Regions from separate parts of the Gossypium hirsutum genome. Here all the other regions are linked to region 3. The links are chromatin contacts, called in public Hi-C maps. All regions are on one chromosome and are shown on one strand. Each heading gives the region's core, a stretch centred on a gene start, on an enhancer-like site or on the middle of the called end of the contact. The rest is flanking DNA. Distances are from core to core; before and after follow the strand shown.

Region 1 (3,267 bases), core at 536-3,035, 340 kb after region 3:
AAAGGAAAATCTAACCTAATTTTACTAAAGATCCTAAGTTCCATTTTCTTGATCATGATATTCCATTTTCTCCTCAAACACCATTGACTTCAAAACCCACAATTGATACCCTAAAAACATTGCTATAAAATCCCATAATTCAAAATGATTTCTAAACCCATAACTTGAAGAGATTGAAAACCCATCATAACTAGAAATAAATCATTAAGTGATCTAACCCTAGACCATAAGAATAGTAAACTAAAAAATGTCTTTTTTCATCCATCTCAAACTCAAAAACTAGTAAGGATAAATATTCAATTATTGTTATTGTGGGTTGAGAGCTTTAACATGCAACTTCAACGCTTTGTGGAATAAGAGAAGAAAATTTTTTGGATTAATATTCGTCTTCTTTTTTGTTTTTTGTTGAGAAATTTTTATTTGGGTATTATGATTTGTGAGATGAGAATGAGTAGTAATACAAGATTTATAGTTTGTGAAATTACTGTTTATAAAGTTTGGGGCTTATGGTGGATATAACTTTTTTTTATGTTTAAATTGATGTTGAATTATGAGATTATATCTCGATTGTTAAATTTGTTGAAAATTGTTTGTTGGGAAATTATTGATGTTTGAAGTTTTTATTGAAGTTGCGTAAAAGTAATTGAGTTTATTGTTGAAATAGGTTTAGTACTGTTGTTAATTTATATTTCGTTTTTTGAGAAGAGCGAAACAACAAAACAATGGAACGTTATTGTTTAATTCATCAACACAATATGTTACTAACAAAGAATAGGCAATTGGGAATTAACAACAATCAGCCACAACAATTGGCTAATAATAAGGAATTCTAAACTATGCAAATGGAAGCTATGCGGTTAAAAAAGAAGACGATGAGATACCTGTCAACCATCTCAAAAAAGAACTATTATATTTGTCACTTGGATTATGCTTTTGTTATACATTTTCTGTTAGCAATTTGGTTTAATATTACCAAAGATTTTGATTAATGGCATATTATGCATTGATGTGAACATTGGAATGTGCTATGGAATTTTTCAATTTATTGCATTGGTGTAAACTCTCATTCCCTACATTATCTGCTTCCCCCTCTTAGTAAGTCTTGCTAGTATCTATTGGTTTGGTTGAAGTAGGTGGGGAATGGTCTATTGAAATACCTTATTCAGTTGAAGGAGTTGATCACTGTAACGAAGTAGTTTTTGTTTTGTATAGAGAGACAATAAAAAAACCCTACACATACATACATATCAGGTGTTATTTATGCAAGTCAAACAATGAAAACAATCATCATTTACCTCAACATATGTTGTTGCATTCAATGGTTTTGCTGGAGACTTGTTTCTAGAGGATAATATCCCACAATCCTACAAAGTTTTGAATCAATTCTATAGGAACATGTGAAGAGGGTCTAACTTGTTTTTGGAGGCTTACCTAAACTATAATTCTTGCTAGCATCAATGCTATTGTTGAAGTTGTAGGATCTAGTTCTACCAAAGTTGATACACTTGTTGGTGGAGTTACAGGTACTGAAGGAACTGGAGTTGATGATGCTATATGAGAAGTAAGAATTGTTGTTTCTAAGGGAAACAAATAAAATATAGTTAAATGAAAATAGAACAAAGAAAACATTTGTTTTGGTTGAGAAGCACTTACAGTAGATTTTGAACATTTCCAAAAATTGTGTTGTACTTCAAAGCATTAATGATACCTTATCTTCCTTCCCCTCCTAGATGGTTTGGCACCACCACTTTATTCACCCTCCTTTAATCTATACATATATATTGAATTAAAGTCCAAAGTATCTTCCTCATGCTACATATGGCGCACACCCTCGTTCATTTTTTTCATTTTCTTTTTACATTTTATAAAAGTGGTTAATTTTCAATATTGGTCCTTTTAATATGCTTAAATTTTGGATTTATCCTTATACTTTAATTTCTAACATAATTTGGTCTCTATGTTGTTAAAATTTTATTAATTAGTTTAATATTTTTATAATGTAATTAATTACTTCAAATAGATAATATCGTTAACTTTTCAATTAAAATGTTATGTGATTATATATACTTTGAAAGTAGATTTATAAATCCAAAAAGCAAAGAGACCAAATTCTTAAAAATAAAAGTAAGAGAACTAAATTCCAAATATATGAAGTGTAGAAATCTAGAGTCACGGTTGTTTGAACCAATCAAGGTATCGGTCTAAAGAGAAGCATCAAAGTAGTTAACATGCAAACCAGTACAGACCGGTTGAGCTAAGTTAAAAAAACGATTAAAGTGGTTTTTATTTTTAAATACTTTTTAATGATTTATTCAATTGACCCAGTGGCCTAATTAGTTCGACCACTGGTTCAGTTTTGAAAATCCTACTTAGAGTATATTTTAATTTTTAAAATTTTACTCTATAATATAAAAACAAATAATCAACCCAACATAAAATGTGAATAGCTTTAATTGTTGCCATGGATTTTACTTTTAATTGGGGCTGAAGTGAAGGCATGTTTGTTTTCGTCCAAAATCTCTCACTAGGTACAATAATGAAGATATAACCATACAAGATTTTTTTTCTTTTTTTTTATGAATTACAAAAAAAAAAGGAAAACTCTAACAACAAGCCATTAACACGATTCAAATCTATACTACACCTGAGACAATAAACATCCTAACTATCAGGTAAATAGAGTAGATTCAATACTTTTATTACACTAACAACGCTTCACTTATAAAAGATGTGACATGATGCAACCAAATTTTGTTCCAGCATTTAATGCCTAAACCCCGCGAATACATCAAGTCAAACATCGTCAAAAGTCTAGTTATTTACTTTTACTTGCATTTTCCACATAAAAACGCCGCTAAACATAAATGTTCATTTAAGCTGCCCTTTTGTTTCAGTGACGTTTTCAAGTGCAATCGTCGCTAAAACCTTCACTATACCCAACACCATCGTCCTTCCTCCCAAAACACAAACCCCAAATTTAATTTCAAATCCTAACGCAGCGACGGCTCTATATCTCCATCCGGTTGTCTCTCCCCCTCCGGTTCTCTTTACCTCAATATCTGTTGTGTTTTAACAATTTCATAAGTTGATTTCTTCCACAAGCCAAAATTTTAGCATTTTAAAGTAGTAATGGGTAACGATCGTAGGATTTTAGCATTTTAGCATTTCCTCCCATAAGTTGATTTCTTCCACAAGCCAAAATTTCATAAGAATGGTCGGATTTTGTAAACTGTAATGATCGTAGTTTCGTATACTGTAACTTGGAGA
Region 2 (3,145 bases), core at 170-2,669, 260 kb before region 3:
GCTGCTAACACCATCATGCCTTTTGAATAACCCAGGAAACAACTTAAGCCATGTTTCATCACCGAGCATCACCATTTTCCGGCCAATCTTGAAAAACTGACCTGCCATATGAGTGAATAATGAAGCCCCTCAATAGATCCATTAAAAGTAAAACGTACTCTTGCATTACAGAACATCAAGGTAACTTTAAATCTAACCAAGAAGATTGTCATCTGTCATAGCCTGTGTGTTAAAATTGAATGCTACATCCAAGAATCCACCAATTGCACCAGAGACCATAGCCTACAATCACAAGCTAACACCGTGAGGCCAAAACCATATTCCAGAAAAACATATAACTTCATATATTTTTAAAAGGAGTTAGATTAGTTGTTTCCATATCAGTTGCAAACCAAACAATTCAGGATGCTGGCATGACTTGTTCAAGCAAATGAAATTTTGTGGCCCCATGCATGCTGCGCAACAGCTAATGTGATAGGATGGATATATGTAACAATTTCTCCTTTAGGAACAATCAGAAAAGTCCACACCTTTAATCGAGGCATTGTTACAGTAGGAGGGGCAGCCTTAGCATGGTAACCAATAGCCGATCCACTGGCTAGCAATGACTGAGTATAAGGCATTGCCTCCTTAAATTGCTTATTAGGCGGTTTCCCATCTTTTCCAAACACGAATTCTGCTGGAAGACCGTCTACAATCTACACTAAACTAAACTCCTTGTAAATTATACAACAAAAACTCAAATTAACCCTTTAAACAGAAACAAACTAAGCAACTAACTAACTAAAACTAACTTACCATTAAAATAAGTCTATCAAACGAAGGAGGAATCCCCGACAATTCCTAAGTCACAGAAAAAAGAACGGTCTTCAGAATTTCAAAGCAATTGGAAAGGCACGGTTCGTTTATTTATTTATTTTCATTTATTTTAGATTAAAAACTCTATTAGAACGAACTTGATATAATGATTTGAGTTGATCGGACGGCAAGGTCGTGTCGCTTTGATTGCTAACGAAGTCGCATGCCGGCACGTAAAAACTCTCCGAACCACTGAAGATAAAGCAAAACATTTAAAACAAAAAAAGAAAAAATTGAATTGAATTGTTTAGAATTGTGATCTGATTTCAAATTGAAAATGAGATATTCTTTCGTTTTCGAATGAAACAAAGTGTTTACCTGGTGCCGGGAAGAGCCGGTTTTACCGGGAAAAAGCCGAAGACGAAAAAGGAAAGGCCGATGACTTGAGTTACGACTCCGGCTATGGTGATTAAAGACAGTTTGGTGCAAGTCAGAGGCGCCATCTTTTAGGATTTTGAATTAGGAAACGTTCAAAAACCCTAATTTCCTTAAATCAATAGAGTGGAATTCAGAAACGGAAAGGGGGATGAACAGATTTGCATTAGCTGAGCCTGAGAGCCAATGCAAGATTTGAACATACTTTTCGATTTTAAAAGGGTTAATTCCAATTGATATCCTCAAATTATGGTCCCGATTGTAAATTGGTATACAAACTCTGAAACGTTTTAATTGAATCATTAAGGTATTAATAATGAATCAATTTAAGTATTTCATCATCGATCTAGCGATTAGCTTGAGTATTATAGAGGTAAAACTACCATAACAATCCTTATATTATATCTTGAATTACATTTTGATCCCTATATTGAAAAATAGGTAAAGTAATCCATGTGCATTAGAGGAAGGGTAAACTACAACACATATCATCCTAAAATAGCGCCATTCTTATTTTGGTCACCTTAATTTTTGTTGTCAATTTAATTACTCTAATTAAGATAATTGCTCGAATTAATCATCCTGTAAAAATTCCTTTAATTCCCTAAACGGACTATTGATGTGATATTTTTTTTACTTTTGACTAAATTTAGGGATCTCTTAATAATTAATCCAAAACTCTCTTTTTTTTTCTCCAATGCTTAACTTTTCCTAGTTGAGAACATTTAGCTTTTGGGGAAGATTTTGATCATCTTTTGGAGTTCCATATGAATCTAAATCAGCCACTATCATACTACCATAATCAATTTGAAAAAGGAAACAGTGAAAGAAAACTATAAACTTCTACAAAAATGACCGTCATCGAAAAAAAAAATAGTAACAAAAGGAATAAACACGAAGAAGAAGAGCTTGAAAAGGTGACAGAAAGCTATAAGCTTAAACGAAAGCCACCATCACAGTCATTGGAACGCGAAAAGCAGATTGCTAAACCCGAAAAAGAAGAGCTTGAAAAGGTATCAGAAAAGTATAAACTTAAACGAAAGCAACCATCGCCTTCATCGGAACCCGAACAAGAGCTTGAAAGGTGACAGAAAGCAATCACCTTCTACAAGAGAATCCACTAGGAGTCTATAATACTGGGATTAATGAAGTTGGGAAACAAGTGTTGGATTTTAGTTATTTTTCTAAAAGCTCATATGATACCAAACAAAAAAAACTGTCCAGAAATTATCAAACAAGCAATGAAAACTAATTAAAAATAGTATTTTGGACTAGTTATAAGGGTACTTAACATCAATCAAAAGTAAAAAAAAAAATCATGTTAGCAATTCGTTAATAGATTAATGAAAATTTTAATGGCAATAACCAATTTGAGCAATTATCATAATTAGAGTGATTAAATTGACAAAAAAATTTAGAGGGACCAAAATAGAAATAACATTATTTTAGAATAACCTGCGGTATAATTATTAAATGAATGATAAAAATAGTCTTTATTAAACTCCCTAAATGCTTATATATAAGAAAAATAACAAATTATCCTTGAACTTTTACGCTTTTATTCCATTTAACTTTTTTTTTATCAGAAGTAAATTGAGAATTAACCTTCCACCACTAATGTAACACCATTTTTTTATATACCACCTAAGTAAATAATCACTAATATATAAAAAATTTACTCTCTCTCTTTTCTTATATCAATAGATGGAAACGATATTAAAAGAAGATTAATAAACAAGAAAAGATGTCTTATGCTCAATCATTGCTAGCAGTGAATTGGCTATTGGTTACCATGCTAAGGTGTGGACTTTTCTTGTTATTCTTAAAGGAGAAATTGTTATATTCATCCACCTTTTACATTAGCCATTGCCCAACATACATTGGACCAAAATGTTTCATTTGCTGAAGCAAG
Region 3 (3,485 bases), core at 749-3,248:
CTCTGTTCTCCAGCTCCTGCTAATTGGCTCAACTAAATCCGAGACTAATTTAACATTGTCATTGTCTTCTTGAATCGTGATTCTGTCAGCTGCAATCCCCGGTATCCATGAATCTCCCCGCATGGAAATTTGATCACCTCTCCCCACCCTCCAACAGCGTCCATTATTAAGAAGTCCTCTCGCAGCCCATATACTTTTCCAGGTAAAAGAAGGTAGATTCCCCAACTGAGCTTTATAGAAATTTGAATTGGAAAAATACTTTGCTTTCAAAACATGAGCCAATAAATAATTCAGATAATTAATAAGACGTCATCCCTGCTTCGCTAATAATGCAACGTTAAATTTAGCAAAATCACGAAAACCGAGACCACCATCTTCTTTTAATAGAAATAAATCCTTCCAAGCGCACCAGTGGATAGCTTTTTTATTAAGTCTCTTGCCACCAGAAGTTGGCTATTATTCTATCCAAATCTGTACAGAGCGTCTTAGGGAGTAGGAAACAAGCCATCGAGTATGTTGGGATAGCTTGTAGAACTGCCTTGATAAACACTTCCTTTCCTCCTTGTGAGAGATATCTAATAAAGTGTTGATTTTTTCTTGAGTCTATCTTTCAAGTTTTGAAAAGATAATCTCTTTCTTTTCCCCACCATACTAGGAAGTCCTAGATATTGCTCAAAATCATTAGCTCTTCTAACTCCAAGGATCTGTGAAACAACACTCCTTTCACTCTCTTTTGTATTAGTACTGAAGAAAAAAGTCGATTTTTCAAAATTCACACGGGGCCCAGAACTTGTCTCGTATTCTTGCAGTATCTGTTTTAATGAATGTGCTCCCCTATCTGTAGCTTCAGCAAATAAAATACAATCATTTGCAAATAATAAATGGGAGATAGTCGGCCATCTTCGACTTACTTTAACACCTTTCAAAACATTTTCCTCTTGTGCTAACCTCATTAGACTTGAGAGTCCTCTACAAATAAGGAATAAAAATGAACTTAGAGGATCCCCTTGCCTAAGACCTCTCGATGGGAGAAACGTTTGACCGATATTTCCATTGAAACTCAGAGTAAGAGACTGAAGAGACACAAGTCAGTACTAAATCAATCCATCATGGGTCAAACCCCATTTTTTCCATTACTCCTCTAACAAACTCCCATTCAACCCTATCATATGCCTTACTCATGTCCAGTTTAAGAGCCATGAATCCTTTTTTCCCCAATCTCTTCAGTTTCAAAGTGTGCAGAATTTCATAAGCAAGTAACACATTATCAGAAATCAGCCTTCCTGGAACAAAAGCACTCTGAGCTAAATCAATACATTTATGAATTAACCCTCGTAGCCTATTCGCAATGACTTTAGCAATCAGTTTGTAAATCACATTACATAAACTAATAGGTCTAAAATGGGTAACGCTCGAGGGATTTTGGATTTTTGGGATGAGCACAATATTTGTTTTATTAATTGATTGGAACTCTATACCTTCGTTTAATCTTTGGAGACAAAAAATTGGAGATGTCATCCCCAACAATTGACCAACACTTTTGATAGAATAAGGCTAGGAAACCATCCTCTCCCGGTGTTTTTGCAGGCCCCATTCCTGAAAGAGCTTCCCGAATTTCATCTTTTGTGAACCTTGCATTAAGTTTAATGTTATCTTCCTCAGAAATACACCTTCTAATACCTGTCAAGATATTCTCAAAGTTATGTTGCCCTCCTGTTGAAAACAATCGTAAAAAGTACGATCTGGCAATTTCCTCCATATTCTTCCATTCTTCAGTTGCCCTGCCATCTTCACCCTGCAACTTGTGGATTCTGTTTTGCCTCCTTCGTTGCGATGCTTGTTTATGAAAGAAACTTGTATTTCTGTCTCCCATTTTTAACCAATTAATTCTAGCCCTCTGCTCCCAATAGCTTTCATCCTTTTCAATTTCTAAGTTCAGATGGATTTTTGTGTCAATAATCTCTGCCAAGTTCTCACTTCTATCTGCATCAAGCAACATTTCTAATTTTGACAATAAGACCTCGTTTGTCATCCTTTTATTCTGTTGGAACTGGACACTCGACCTTTGTAACCCTCGTTTTAAATTTTCCAGCTTCTGCATAAGGTCTCCTGTTGAGTTTTCTCAAATACTTTTAGTCTCATCCAAGAAAGTATCTTCCAAAATCCACCATGCTTCAAACCTGAACCTCTGATATGCTATCCTTCTAACTCTCTGATCCGTATCAATGAGAAGTGGACAATGGTCTGAGAAAGAATGAGGGAGGTGTTGAATAAGAAAATTTGGAAATAAATCACTCTATCATTCTATTGCCACTCTTCTGTCTAATCTTTCTTGGATATTAGATTCTGGCAAATTTCCCTTCTCCCACGTAAACCTCCTACCTGAATAACCCAAATCCACTAAACAACAGTCTTCCAAGGCCTTCTGAAATGCTTCCATTCTTTTTTCTTCTCTAGGTAGACCACCTTTCTTCTCGAAATTATATAAGATTTCATTAAAATCCCCACAAACCAGCCATGGGTCATCTCCTTGGTTTCTTAATTGTCGCAACAAGTTCCATGATTCCTCCCTATCATATGAATAAGGGAACCATAAAAACCTGTAAATATCCACTTTTCTCCATCTCATTCTTCCTCAATGATCACAGCAATATGTCTATTTGAAAAACTCTGTAGTGCAATACTAGCGTTCTTTCTCCATGCTGAACAAAGTCCTCCTCTAGATCCAATTGAATCCACATCAATTCCAAAGTGAAATCCACAACTTCTTCGAATTTTTTTCATTCTTTTTTGTTTATTTTTGTCTCCATTAAGAAGATCACTAGGGGATAGTGTTTCTTCAGCGAGTGTCGAAGTCGATGAACTGTTCCAGGATTCCCCAAACCTCAGACATTTCAACTTAGTATTTTCATTGCGATCGGTCGGCTTGCCTCTTGACAGCCGCCGATAATAAATGATTGAATCCTTGTACTTTCCTATCTCTCCCTTCCATCTCCCTACTATTCTCAATATCCTTTCTCCCTCTCTTTTTTCCCTCTTCTCCAATAATCATCTCATTCTCCAACTCCTGTTCTATAGCCATTTGACTATAATCATTTAAAGGTCTAACCCTTTCTATTTGTGAGGAGAACCCATTACCTTCTAGATTAAAACCTAAGATAGGATCAACACTTCCCGTAAAAGTTCCTACGTTTCCCCTTTCATTATTTCCTCCACTCATTCCTCCCCCAGAACCTCCTTCCTCCCGTAACCATACACTCCTCATTGCTTGGGCTCTTCTTGATTGTGCACGCAGAGATAAATCCCATCCCATCACATCAACTTCAACCCTTGCCTCCATTTTTTCCTCACAAAAGGAGTCACTATGTCCAAGACGGCCACAGTAGAAACAAAAAAGAGTCAATCTTTCGTACTTAAATCTAACATAAGAGCACTTGTTTTTAAACATAACCTGCTTTTTCCTTTTGAGAGGGTGCCGAACGTCA

What was found. Hi-C and Micro-C count contacts between places; a contact is called where the count stands out from the background.
Region 1: a contact with region 3 is called in a Hi-C map of leaf, with 2.5 times the contacts expected there. The contact joins the promoter of LOC107941232 here to the promoter of LOC121215392 in region 3. A contact is called at or near these places in 2 of 34 Hi-C or Micro-C datasets (both in leaf).
Region 2: a Hi-C map of leaf shows a contact between it and region 3, with 1.9 times the contacts expected there. The contact joins the promoter of LOC107950408 here to the promoter of LOC121215392 in region 3. A contact is called at or near these places in 3 of 34 Hi-C or Micro-C datasets (all in leaf).

What each region holds. Positions count from the first base shown.
Region 1 is chrD03:6,402,966-6,406,232 of Gossypium_hirsutum_v2.1, forward strand. It overlaps LOC107941232 (glutathione hydrolase 1), which reads right to left and starts at 1,786. Exons shown (of 7, transcript XM_041089682.1): 1 at 1,654-1,786. The coding sequence starts at 1,669.
Region 2 is chrD03:5,800,641-5,803,785 of Gossypium_hirsutum_v2.1, forward strand. It overlaps LOC107950408 (GPI ethanolamine phosphate transferase 2), which reads right to left and starts at 1,420. Exons shown (of 17, transcript XM_016885250.2): 1 at 1,177-1,420; 2 at 957-1,050; 3 at 799-843; 4 at 531-698; 5 at 198-282; 6 at 1-101. The coding sequence starts at 1,301.
Region 3 is chrD03:6,062,213-6,065,697 of Gossypium_hirsutum_v2.1, forward strand. It overlaps LOC121215392, which reads right to left and starts at 1,999. Exons shown (of 4, transcript XM_041089848.1): 1 at 1,479-1,999; 2 at 1,121-1,339; 3 at 912-969; 4 at 1-225. The coding sequence starts at 1,999.